Regions from separate parts of the Zea mays genome. Here region 1 is linked to region 2. Evidence: chromatin contacts called from public Hi-C data. All regions are on one chromosome and are shown on one strand. Each heading gives the region's core, a stretch centred on a gene start, on an enhancer-like site or on the middle of the called end of the contact. The rest is flanking DNA. Distances are from core to core; before and after follow the strand shown.

Region 1 (7,103 bases), core at 1,607-4,106, 94 kb after region 2:
GGAAAGCCCTACTTGCCGCAAAGCCGCTCTTTGCCGTGGGCAGCTCTCTGGGTGTTGAATCCATCACTGTTGAGTCTTCAGGCGCATCTACCGCGTTCGTAGCACCATGTTATACCAGTAAATTCGGGGTTTGGGGGCTTGGGCGCGGTTCGGTCGGGAGCGCCGGTGAACCTGTGCCAGGCAGTTGTTGCTTCGCAACCCTGCTCGGTCAGGGTTGAAGATGAGTTCGTGTCCATCAGATTCGTGATTAACGGCTAGGATTAGATGACCCTAGAACCGAATCGGGGCGGTTGGATCGCGATTGTGCGGTCCGGATCGAATACCACGTAACCCTTCGCCCGGGAGTAATGATAAGCGTCGATCTTAGATTGGGTGGACACGGGACGATTCCGGTACATTAAACTCGATAGCTAATATTAGATCCTACAACTACAGTGACTTACTGGTTCAGGGGAAGCACATTTTAATCTGGGTCGTGTGCTCCACATCCGACGGCCTAGATTTTAGGGTACCCATCGGCCTCGAAATCTTTCTAAAGAGCCCCTCAGTTTTGTTATAATAAACCCACCGTCCTAGCATAGTTAGAAAATAGTTAATTTAGGTCCTGTTTTAACAGTTGGGTCCCTGCGCTTTCACTAAATAATATCCACAGTCCAGTCAGTGAATAAAGTGGAATAGATTAATAAAGAAAAGGATTTTTTAGTATAAAAATAATTCCAAGAACTTGTTTAATCCATGGAAAATTCATTTCAACTCCTTTTTAACCCATTCCAGTTGCATTAATTTTGTTTTAATATTGTTTAATCACCTGGTAACTCTGTTTAGCCATGAAACCAAGATTAAAATTATCAACTTAACTTAATCTATACTAAACACTTAATAACTATGGAAAATCGTAACTCGATAACCGTAACATTGAATTTAGTGATTCTCGAACCCACGATCTCGTTACGATGCGTAGAATATTATTATATAGTAAGTTCTCATGTTTGGTGTGATGTTAATTTCTCCTGTACCATGTTTTCTTATATTGTTGCGATTAGATGGGCAAGTGACTGAGGAACCAGAGGCTCAGCAGGTGGAAATTGCCGAGCAGGAGCTCATTGAAGGCAAGTTGTGCCCTTGACCACTTTTATTTACCCAATAATGTTCTCTATAATCATTTTGGTATGCATAGGCTTAATTTTGATGAGACCCAATAGGTCTCCCTAGTTTTGTCATCTTTACACCTTGTTTACCTCTGAACTTTTGGGTAGTCTTTGCTATTACTACATGTGGTTTTGGGTGTTAAGATAATTATTACACATGGTCATGCTTTATTATTGTTATTCTATTCTTATAACACTCCAGGTGTTTATCGTCTGCTCGACCACGAGTGCGGACTTAACCAAGAATTGTCGGTGAGAATATTGGCCTCTATGCCTTAATCATCTGCACCTATCATGATTTTGATATCGTCTTCATCTCTGCCCATTTGGATTAATATAAATGGTTTGCGAAATTCAAAACATATTTATTATATGACCTATCGAGTCTTGCTCCTATTTAAAATTAATCTGTTAAATGAATACAAATTTGGAAGCTCGATCCACAGTTGCGATTTGTGTCCCAAATAAATTTATTAGAATTTGACGATGAATTTTGTGTTATTCGGATCATTTGGTCAAGCGATGGTGAATTAGAAAACACTTGACTTTTATAATTGAGACCATGAACATTAACTAAGAAACCGTGTCTGAGAGTTTACTATTGCGCTTTGTTTTTAGCAAATTATCTGTGGTCGTGAAATCAGGTGTTCAGACCATGGATAAAATTTTTCGGTTTTGAATCAAATCAAATCCAGCACAGTCTAAGACATCGAAGACAATGACGTGGTTTGGCCAGTTGCTTCTTGCTCTAATTTGAGCATTCGGGTAGCCGATTAGTATATCGAGTAAGAATCATAATTTCTTTATCATATCCATCTCTCTTGTCCGAATCCTCAAGATTTCTTGGTGTTGGAAGTAATTCAGCCAGTGAAGCCTTGAGTCTATGTTGTTGGATCACTCAAGTTAGCGGATATAAATTTAGGAAGCACTTGCATTTATAATTCGGACCACACGCGTACCTGAGACCAATGTGCGCATGATTAAAACAAATTAGGATTTGTTCTCTAGTGCACTATTCTATATAGAGGGACCAAACATGTTCAGATAATAGATAAACATTTTTGGATTTCGTTTTAATCAAATGCCGTCCCAAAACATTGTAGCTGGTATCATTGTCCCGGTCCATTTATACCGTACACCAAACCCTAACCCCAGAGCCCAGAGTTACATGTACTCTTTGTTCAAAGTATAAGATTTTTCGTTTCGGACCTCACTAGTTTGGATCGACGCGTATTCGATTCAAATTGTATTTAAAAATTTAAGTCTAATTCATACCACTGTGTGTTTGATTAAAATTCGAATTCAAAATTAAGGCAATTCAACTTATTCGAATCTTTTGTGATTTAAACTTTAATCAAGTTACGCCATAATCCGAAGATCAAAACTCTGAATAATTATTGCACTAAAAATACGAATCGAAGAGGAGATTATATAATAAATCGTGCAAGGTATTAATCAAAGTGTTTCTCCGACAAAGTATTCAAAGCAGCGAAATCAAACATAGCAATATCAAATAAATTGGTAATTTGAGCGCTTTAGTCTGATCCTTATAGTTACGATCTAACCCCAGCCTCTAGATATTTGTACATATGCGTTTTAAAGAAAAAAAAGGAAAATTCATTTTCTCCTTGGCTGGCTATAGGCTGTATCCTAAATCCACCGCTCTCTAGGAGATTTTTCTCCTTCACGTCTCCGTATGCCTCATCTCTCTAGTCGATGTCTTTATCCTATTATCTTCTAGCTGATTTTCCCTTATCCTCATTTCCTTGGCCACCGTCGAAGCTCCCTGGCTGCATCGCTTCTCTGCCTCCCCAAGCGGATGTGCCATCTCTCAGTCGTCGTGCTCGTCGGAGCCAGCCTCCACCACCGACCACAGCTAACTGGTGCTCGCCTGCCACACCTCCCCATACTTGAACTCCATGGTCGTTAGCTCCGGCCTGCCATGGCGCTTGCCCCAGCAACTCGCGCTCGACTCCATGTCCAGGTCCCCTCATCGCCTCGCCCTCGCTCTCACTAGTGACCGAGCGGCCGCCCTGGTGTCTTTCCCAAGCCACCTCGCCATGCGCTGCCGCAGGGTTCAGCTCAGCCCTGGTGTCTTTCCCAAGCCACCTCGCTCTCACTATGGATGACTTGATCAAGTGTCAGGATTTTTGAGGCTCACCAAGCGGACATCATCTAACCACACTAACCTAGTGTTATTGCAGGCAAGCTTCGGTGCATTTGCCACCTCCTTCTGTTTTAAAAAGTTTTATCACCTTGAATGATGTATTAGGTGATAGGAGTTGTGTGATCAAATAGTTGATGCATTTCCTTCCTTGATTAAACAACCCTAATACCCGTTTTATGAAAATTTAGTGATGCTTAGCCCTGCTTATTAATTTAGGATTGTTTTTAAAAGATGATGTGTAACACGGGATATGGGAGTTTGTGAAATAAAATAACTTGTGATGATGAAGCCATTGTGGCCGCGATAATTTCATCATTCAAGTAGGGTACCTCTCTGAGGTATCAAGTTTTAGGAAATAATATGTAATGTAGACCAGACGTTGAGCAGGAAAGTTCGCTCGTCTGTGTCGATTAAGGACCGTTCGATGTAGGCCTGTTGTGGTGGAGACTTTGTAACTAGCCACATTCTCCGGTAAGCCTGAACCTGGCTATTCCATACGTGAAAAGACAATCGCGCACTGGGCGTGGGAGATGGTGGTAGTAGCGTGTACCCTCTTGGCTAGAGGCTGGACCGAGGAGTACCATGCTCCCGGGTAGCGCGGGCCGGTTCACGTTGTGGAGGATCTGTGGGAACGGTTGACATATGCAAGGGTTAAGTGCTACATATGTCGTGTGGTTAGGGATCCCCAGCTAGGTATAATTGGTTCGAATCGTCGTTGCTCCTCGGTCATGGAGACTCTACCACCCGACCACTCATCGTAGTTAATAAGTAAAATAAGAGTTTGGTAAAAGAAAGCTAGACCAGGACAAGTGAATGCTCTAGATTAGGCAAATCTAGATTCAAAAAAACTACTTAACCGATAAAGTAAAAGTTTGGCATAAGGATCTACTACTAGTAAGCTTTTCTGCCAAAACGAGTCTTTGAAACTTGATTAGCCTTACCTTGAATCCTTTTAAAACCAGCATACCCTTGAGAGTCTTTTCTTTAGTTGGGTAAGTCTTGCTGAGTACTTGCGTACTTAGGTTTTATTCCCATTGTTGCTGCAGGTTACGAGTCACTTTGATTGTGATTGTTGTTAAGTTCCGGTGAGCTCGGCCTTCTTATATAAGTATATCCCATCCTTAGCTTATGTATTGAGGATTGTCACTTAAGCTAGCATGTATTTTCAAAGTTACAAATATTTTATAATACTTCAAATTGTAATTCTTTTGAACCATTTTTTAATCACTCCGATGATGTATAATGAAATCTTGATGTAACTTGTAATCATTTTGTAATAAAGAATTTATTTCCGCTGCAAGTGGTTGTATGTGAGTTGTGTTTACTTAATCTTGCGATCTTGGTTGTAAGTGGTTTATCCGGGGTCCTTGGGACACTCGGACGGATCTTGTTAAGTTATCTGGTGCACATGCATAGCCGTCTGATGTCTTTGAGACAAGGACAGGTGCATGTGGGCCCGATAACTTGGGAGGTTCTGCCACAGTTCTGTTCATGATAAGACTATTATGTTAATAGGAACATGGAGCTTAACTTGAGAAACACGTGCCACCACAAGGGTGGAATGGGATGCCCTTGGCTGACTAATTAGGATAGCTACCTGCGAAGGCTAGTGAGGTTGGTGGAGCGAAGGGTGCTGAGATGGGTGGAGCTAGTGAGGTGAGCCGTGAACTTCCAGTTGATGACTACCGAATCGAGCCTGTGAGCATGTTCGATGCTCACACCGAACTGGCGGCTGGCGGAGAGTGTGTATTTATTATTTGTCGGGGACCATAATTAGGGGTACCCTCAAGACGCCTAATTCTCAGCTGGTAACCCCCATCAGCATAAAGCTGCAGAGGCCTGATGGGTGCGATTAAGTCAGGGATTAGTCCATACGAGTGACTCGATCACGCTTCACCCGAGCCTAGCCTCGGACTCGGGCAGCCGACCTCGAGGGACTTCCGTCTCGCCCGAGGCCCCCCTTTTAACGGCGGACACATCTTCGGCTCGCCCGAGGCCTTGGCTTCGCTAAGAAGCAACCCTGACTAAATCACCGCACCGACTGACCGAGTTGCAGGGGCATTTAACGCAAAGGTGGCCTGACACCTCTATCCTGACGCGCGCCCCCCGGCAGAGCCGAAGTGACCGCCGTCACACCGCTGCTCCACTGACCGGTCTGACAGAAGGACAGCGCCGCCTGCGCCACTCCGACTGTAGTGCCACTCGACAGAGTGAGTCTGACAGGCAGTCAGGCCTCGCCAGGGGCGCCATAGGGAACTCCGCTCCGCCCGACCCCAGGGCTCGGACTCGGGCTAAGACCCGGAAGACGGCGAACTCCGCTCTGCCCGACCCCAGGGCTCGGACTCGGGCTAAGACCCAGAAGACGGCGAACTCCGCTCCGCCCGACCCCAGGGCTCGGACTCGGGCTAAGACCCGGAGGACGGTGAACTCCGCTCCGCCCGACCCCAGGGTTCAGACTCGGGCTCGGCCCCGGAAGACGACGAACTCCGCCTCGCCCGACCCCAGGGCTCGGACTCCGCCCTGGCCTCTGCCGAACGACTTCCGCCTCGCCCGACCCAGGGGCTCGGGCTCGGCCTCGGCAACGGAAGACAGATTCGACCCCAGCTTCGGAGGAGCCCCCACGTCGCCCGGCCTCGGGAGCGGGTCCGCCACGTCAACAGGGAGCGCCATCATCACTCTACCCCGAGCCGACTCGGGCCGCAGAGAACAAGACCGGTGTCCCATTTGACCAGCTCCGCCAGATAGGCAATGATGGCGCCTCCCAAGCTCTAAGACGGCGGCGGCTCTCAGCTCTCTTACGGAAGCAGGTGGACGTCAGCAAGGACTCGACCGCTCCGACAGCTGTCCTTCCGCCAAGCTCCGTTGCTCCTCCGACAACCACGACATCACACCAGCAGGGTGCCAAGATCTCTCCGGCTGCCACATTGGCATGTACTTAGGGCGCTAGCTCTCCCTCCGCTAGACACGTAGCACTCTGCTACACCCCCCATTGTACACCTGGGTCCTCTCCTTACGACTATAAAAGGAAGGACCAGGGCCTTCTTAGAGAAGGTTGGCCGCGCGGGACCGAGGACGGGACAGGCGCTCTCTTGGGGCCGCTCGCTTCCCTCACCCGCGTGGACGCTTGTAACCCCCCTACTGCAAGCGCACCCGACCTGGGCGCGGGACGAACACGAAGGCCGCGGGACTTCCACCTCTCTCACGCCCGTCTCCGGCCACCTCGCCTCTCCCCCCTTTGCGCTCGCCCACGCGCTCGACCCATCTGGGCTGGGGCACGCAGCACACTCACTCGTCGGCTTAGGGACCCCCCGGTCTCGAAACGCCGACATTATTGTGTATGTTTTTTGTGATCGTATGTGTATTCTTGTACCGACTGGTTTTCGGCTGTAGGGTCGGGTCTGGGATAATGATTGTGATGTCAGCAAAGCTAGTGGTGGAGACCACACATGCGAAGCCTATGGTGGATGCTTCGCTGGACCCGTGGGCACAGTTCTGCGCTGTTGTTGATGGGGGCGGAGGGATCACTGATGCTTCTACGGGTGGTGACTGTTGTGCAGTAGCTGCAATATGTGAGTTTTTTTACTGAAGTCTGTGTGTTGGCAGGCTGCTGTCTTCACTGATCAGGTGGCGTCCGGGGCGCTGGTGGACGTGGCAACTTCGCAGCCATGCTCCGAGAAAAAGCGGTTGGAGGACAAGATGGAGCGTCTTCAGATGCAAAATACATAGGCCATCTGGGAAAAATCTGCGGCTGAAAACAAGAGTCGAAACCTTCTGGAGAAGGTCAGCAC
Region 2 (6,831 bases), core at 1,618-4,117:
CGTGGCTCCACGGCACCATCACCGTTGAGCTACAGGACATCATCCGCGACCAGACGGACACTGCGCGCAAGGCGTGGCTCGCTCTCGAGGACCAGTTCCTCGGGAATCGGGATGCACCGTCTACCTCCTGCTGAAGTCTATTAATACCACACCCAACCCTGTTTAGGGTTATGGGTTCTTCCTACACCGGGGGCTACCTTACCCCACGTGGGTCGATAAACTAACATAGGGCAAAATGCAAGGAAAATGTAATATGAAGATGGCTAATAAAGGGGTACATAGTATGGCACCCTGCATCACCAATGGGTCTAGAATAGGTTTCAGAAGCAAAATAGTAATGTTATTGGCAACGTGTGAAGGGCTACAGACTAAACATCTGCCAGTATAAAAAGGAAGAATAATGAATATGGATGCATACAATAAAGAGTGGAAGACTAACAAAGATATAACAATCTGACAACCATAGACAAGCAAGCATGTGACAGACAGGCAGACACACTAGGATAGGCATGCAGCTAGTTACACAGAGAGCACTGGTTGGAATGCTAACAGGTAGTAGTCATATGCAAACAGTTTTGATAGAGCACACAAGAACAGCATTTGTACCGTGCAAATGATCTTCAAGTGATCCAGAAGGCATATATTCATAAACAAGAAGTCTCTGGTCTCCATCAGCACAATAACCAATCAAATTAACCAGGTTTTGATGATGTAGTAAGCTGAGCATGAGAACTTCTACTAGAAATTCTCTGTTTCCTTGAAGCCCATCCCTGTTAAGCTGCTTTATAGCAACAACCTGCAGCAAACAATCACATTAAACCGTCTGTCTTTTTTAATCCAGCTTCATTTGTCTTTTGCATCTACTGTACATCATATTCTTTCAGTAAACTAGCAAAAGACAAGAACATAAGACTAGCTCCAACAAGGAGCTCTAAAGGGTCCTGTACCCTAAATTTAGAGGACGAGGACTCCCTCCAGCAGTGTCCTCTAAACGGTCCTCTAAATTTAGAGGACGCTGCTGGATCCTCTATATATAGAGTTTCTCTAAACGGTTCTCTATCTATTTGAATACTTTAAACAACCGGTTTAGTAAAACTAAAATATGTACAATACATTTAAGAGTATGACAAATACGTATGTATAAAAATTAAAAAATGTCTTTAATATAGGTATTTACATATAGAGGACGTTGTTGAAGAGAAAGTAGATATATGAGATAGAATGTTTTAGAGAATACTGTAAAGGACGGATATAGAGGATGTATATAGAGGACGTTGCTGGAGACAGTCTAAGGTATGAAACATTTGGACAGCTTTAACATGGACTGCTTTCAGTAAACTAGCAAACGACAAAAACATAAGGTATGCAAGCTCCATTGAACAGATACTAAAACTAGCAGTGCCAAATCTTCTAGTCTACTGTCAAAAGACAAAAATAAAGCAAAACAGCTCTACACTGAACAGCTACTATTTCAAACATGGACTACATGAAATCTGTGGGTAAAACAAAGTCCCAATTCTACAACAGTGCAATTTGCTAATAGCACTATTATCTCACCGCAGATAGGTCGCACCTGCTGAACTCAAAAGTTACCTGGCCTGTGCTCTCAAGGCGGCCCTTGTAAACACGTCCAAAACCTCCCTCTCCCAGGAAGCACTCGGGCCTGAAGTTCCTGGTGGCGGTAGCAAGCTCACGGAAGGTGAAAGTTTGCGCTGAGATGGCATTGCCATTGGCATCCTTTGGCACCAAAGCCTCTTTGGTGAGCCCATTGCTCTTTACTCTTGCTTTCTCAGCCGCTGCACACATAGACAAGTACAAGAGGTAGATTCAGTAAGCTCATCAGCAGTCCGACTCAGACAAAAGAGAATCACTATTCAAAATAGCATGTCCTGGTTGCATCAGTCCACGAGTTTATCACCCCACAACCTTTACATCTCTCCGAGGCCTAAGGTAGTAAATGAACCTAATTTGCAATAACTAACAATAGAAAGTTCCTACTTCTTTTCCCTTTACCTATCGAGAACCTGACGCTAATTCAACACGCAAAGATGGCCACAAGCTACACGGAGCACTACTAAATCAGATCAGGCAGGCCCGGTGCGGTTGAACCACCACGCGGGAGATCAACCACCTTGCCGGGATCCAGTCCACCCACCCACCCCAAACCGTGGAACACGTAGCTCAGCGCGGAGCACGTCGCGCACCTGCTGAGAGCTTCTCGACGCGCGGAGCCGCCATGGGCGCCTGCTGCAGGTCCGGGTACCCCCTGTCCCCGTGCCGGCCGATGCTGACGCCGGCGCCTGTGCCGTTTCCGTACGCCGCGACGGCAGAGGACGTGCCGCCGTACCCACCGGCGCCACCGAATTTGGGGTTAAGCTGCTCATCTGCCGGGGAGTCGAAGCACGGGAAGCAGCCCATCGCCGGCCAGGAAGAAACACCAGGTCGCCGCGCTACTTAAAGGTGCAACATTCCTTTCGCTTCCGCCTTCCTGCTTTGCCGCCGGAAACTCTGATTGCGCCGGGACGTGGAGGTGGATGGAATGGGATCTTTTCCGGCGAGGGGATCGAGGGAAGGGAGGACGGGGGAAAGCGAAGGGGAGGAGAAGGGAAGGAAAGGTGCGTTTTTTATTTGGTTTTTGGAGCGGAAGCGAAGGTAGCGAACAGGAATTCAGGGAAGGTGGACTCGGGCACTGGGCTCGGCTGGCCCTCGAGTGTATTCGCGGCGCGGGGAGGGGCAAGGCAGCCGTCCAACACGCGGTTTTGCCCGTGTTCAGACTGGGGTGCGGGATACGTACTTCACTTTGTTAACCATTTTTTATGGGGCGGGACAAGGAGGGTGTTTGTTATAATCTGTCTAGATTACCTAATTTAATAAATTTTGAATTAAGTATTAGTTTAAAATTTATTGGATTATATAATCTAGGTATGTTATAATCTTAAATCAACACTCTAAAATATATGTATGGTCATTTCGGCTCAACTTGTTTCAATTTTGTCACAAGCTAAACTAACATCTAAGCTCAATTTATTAATGAACCGAGATCAAACCAGATCATTAGCTCGATTGGGCTACATTTGTCAAGAAAACAAAGTCTTCACTTATGTTGAATGAACTAGTACATAATAAATTATGTTAATTTGGTGTTGGATTTGTTTGGGACTTGTTTTCAAATGCTATGAATTAAGAACAAGACAACCCAGAATGTTAAATGTTAATGTCCTTCGTCCTTCGAAACATTATCTCATTTAGGATATAATGATTTTCAGACGAAGGTCATGAAGGGCATACTTTCATCATCGTAGTATGTGTTAATAAGTGAAGAAGTATATGAAACATAAAAGACAACATGAACGATCACATAACATTATCAATTCATCCTCATTATATTTGTTGGGGGCTTCGTCCTCCGAAGGTCCTCAAAAACGTGATTTAACAATATCTTTCAAGTGTGACATATGAATAGGTACCTTCGGACTCGGGCTAAAAGCATGAACGATGTAAAGAACATGATCGTGACGAAGGTTGGAATTGCTCCGAAGCTACACGCAAGGGAGCTTCGGCTAAATGGCGGAAAAAGGAACCGACTTAAAGGGGAAAAGGCTATCTAGTCCTTATAGAATTGTATATAAGTCAATAATAAGTGTAAAGGGCATGTATGTAATTTCTCACAGGCCGCGTCCTGTGCCTATAATAGATGAACAGTACCCCCGTACTGTTCACGCTGACCTGTACTTGCTCGTGCGTCACGCTTGTACTTTTACCTTCTGTCAAGTCGAAGGTACATATGTCATTCAATATTGTCTTTACTTTTTCATGATAATATAATGAGATGAGAATGAATTGATAATGTTATATAATCGTTTATGTTGTCTCTTATATTTCATATGCTTCTCCTTTTATTAACATATATCGCGATGATGAAGGTATATCCTTCATGACCTTCATCTGAAGATCATTATATCCTAAGAGAAATAATGCTTCGAAGGACGAAGGACATTAACTTTTAACATTTTATGTTGCCTTGTTCTTAACTCATAGCATTTGAGAACAAGTCCCCAACATTGGCGCCCACCTCCGGTGAACCCTTTTCGACCACCTTCGACAAGCACTGACCTTCGTCATGCCACCAAAGAAAGCTTCAGCGCCAGGGGCTGCTGCGCTGCAACCACTGGACCCAAACCAGAAAACTCTTTCTCTTCGAGAGGCTCGAAGCCAGAAGAGGAAAGCCACCAGTCCAACACTCCAGGAGGAGGAGTTGGACCAAGAGATCAGGGACATGGAGATCATCCATCAGCAAGGACAAAGAAAGAAGGAGAAGATGGTGCGACTTGCTGATCTTCAAAGGAAGATCGACGAAGCCACAGAAGAAGTGTGTCATCTTGTTCAAGATGGACAAGATCGAAGGATCCAACACAGGGAGCTTCGTCAAGAAGGCTTATTCAACGAGAATGGATGGTATGATGATTTTAATCATGATGTCTTTACTTTTGATGATGCTTCTCCCTTGGCAGCAGAACTGCAGGCTACCCCATGGCCCCCATCATACAAGCCACCTCAGCTCCCCATGTATGATGGGCACTCAGATCCAAAGCAGTTTCTGATGAGCTACGAAGCAACTATATCTTCGTATGGGGGCAATACTGCAGTCATGACGAAGTCCTTCATCATGGAAGTCTGGAATGTAGCCCAAACATGGTATTCTTCTCTTCGGCCAGGGACTATCACGGCGTGGCAGAAGCTTAAGGACATGTTGGTTACCAGCTTCCAAGGCTTTCAAACGAAGCCGGTCACAGCTCAAGCTCTGTTCCAATGCACGCAGGACCATGAAGAATATGTACGAAGGTTCTTACGACTGAGGGCACAAGCGCCTACAGTGCCCAATGAGATTGTCATTGAGGCCATGATTAAGGGCCTTCGGCCAGGACCTACGGCTCAGTACTTCGCCAGGAAGCCCCCGCAAACTCTGGAGAAGCTGCTTCAGAAGATGGATGAGTACATCCGAGCTGACAACGACTTCCGCCAAAGAAGGCAGGAAGCTTACAGATTCTCTGAAATGACCAGGGGCTTCGGAGGAAGAATCCATCTGACGCACGTTAGGTCAATCCATAACTCCACTCAAAGTGACGACAAAGGAAGTCAGTCTTAGAGGTCACAATATACCTCACAATCTTCGGGGCAACAGCAAAGCTCTTTCAGGCCGCCAGCTCCAAGGGGCAGAGGCGCCAGGGGCTTTAGAGGAAGATTTGGGGATCAACCTAGAAAGATTTACCGCTTATTCTATGGTGAGAACAAGGGTCATACTACAAGAATGTGTCATGTCACCATTCAGAAGCAAAAGGAAATAGCAGAAGCCGAAGCTCGGTAGAACCAGCCGAAGCAGGTCTTGCACACTACTTCGTGTCACTCTCCTTACATACCAGAGTATGTGAACAATCATCATGCAGCTTCTGTCTCTTCGGCTAGCCATTCACAGGCTTCCTGGCCGCAACTCCCGCCTCCGCCACCACTACAATCGACATATTCCCGAAGCCAGCAGCCAGAAGGGCGCCAGCACTCTCAACAGCAACGGGAATTCAAGGAGGAATCCGAAGCTCGCACAGTCAACAGTACTGTGCCAGAATCAAAGCACATATATTGAGAGATATCCTACCTCTGAAATATTTTTACGTTCATTGTCATTTTGTTTTTAATAAGGAACAATCAGTGTAAACCTAGTTTTAATTTCTTGTAATAGCTTCGCTCCTGTCAGAATGAAATATGTCTTCTTCACAGACTTACGAAGCTCAAAAATTGTTGAAGCTCAAAAGACGTTACTAAGGGAATGCAGAGCTAAAAATCGCAGTGCAAGTTTCACCGAAGCTACAAAAAGTCGTTCCTAAGGAGAGCAGCGTAAGTTTGCCGAAGCTACAAAAAGTCGTTCCTAAGGGAGCGCAGTGTAAGTTTTCTGCTCAAAATTCGTTCCAAAGGGAATGCAGAGCCAAATACCGCCAAAATATAAGGCGAAGCGCGAAAAGTCAACGCGAAAAATACCGCCAAAATAGAAGGCGAAGAAGTTCAAAAGACGTTCCTAAGCGGATGCAGAACTTACACCGAAAAATAAGCGGTGAAGCCGAAAAATAAGCGGCAAAGAGATTTTGATCGTTCCTAAGGGGACGCGGAGATTGTGTGTTTCAGCGTGGGTGTGTGTCTTCAGCATTAGCATCATTCTTTGCATCATATCATCGCATCATCTCGCATAACATCACATCATACATCATATCACACCAATGACACGAATTGGAAATGAAGTCAATCTTCGGAGAATGCTTTACAAAAATGAAAAGGTGCTAAGGCACAAAGTAAGCTGAGAATTACAGCTTCATCAGCTCTGATGTGGAAGAAGAGATCTATTGTTTACGAAGCATTGATGTTTTTACGGAGCTTGGATGTTCTTTACGAAGCGTGAATATTCTCACGAAGCATAAATATTCTTCTTTACGAAGCATGAAAAGAAGGGAAGGTGTTTTTTTGCCGAAGGCTCAAAAACAGTATGTATATAAAAATTTCATGCATCGCAAAGAAGTAAATTGCAAAATAGTTTAGATATTAGATTCAAAACTATACACATCAAATATTACAGACTTAGTTCAACAAATGTTACATTAATCGCCTAAGAACGTTTTTACAATAACTACTATTCTTCCTTCAGAACCTTCTCCGCAACTTCATTAAGCAATTTGTTAACGACTTCGTCAATAATAGATTCGGCTATGTTGATGATTTCTATTGCTTTCTTCGTTTCTGGGTCGGCCAGAGGGTCGAATGGCTCTGGTGGAGGAGATAATTCAGCTG

What was found. A called contact is a pair of places that touch in the nucleus more often than the background predicts.
Region 1: a contact with region 2 is called in a Hi-C map of leaf, with 4 times the contacts expected there. The contact joins the enhancer-like site here to the promoter of LOC100283091 in region 2. A contact is called at or near these places in 6 of 25 Hi-C or Micro-C datasets (bundle sheath, ear, leaf and 2 more).

The regions. Positions count from the first base shown.
Region 1 is chr4:100,188,700-100,195,802 of Zm-B73-REFERENCE-NAM-5.0, forward strand. No RefSeq gene overlaps it. Among protein-coding and RNA genes, the nearest start is that of LOC103653547, 28 kb to the left of the region's middle. Within about 2 kb of position 2,857, at least 5 of the 20 cell types and tissues checked have an H3K27ac peak or open chromatin away from gene starts, as enhancers often do. A contact at or near this core is called in bundle sheath and leaf, where this site is marked.
Region 2 is chr4:100,094,465-100,101,295 of Zm-B73-REFERENCE-NAM-5.0, forward strand. It overlaps LOC100283091, which reads right to left and starts at 2,868. Exons shown (of 5, transcript NM_001412293.1): 1 at 2,205-2,868; 2 at 1,558-1,796; 3 at 607-796. The coding sequence starts at 2,418.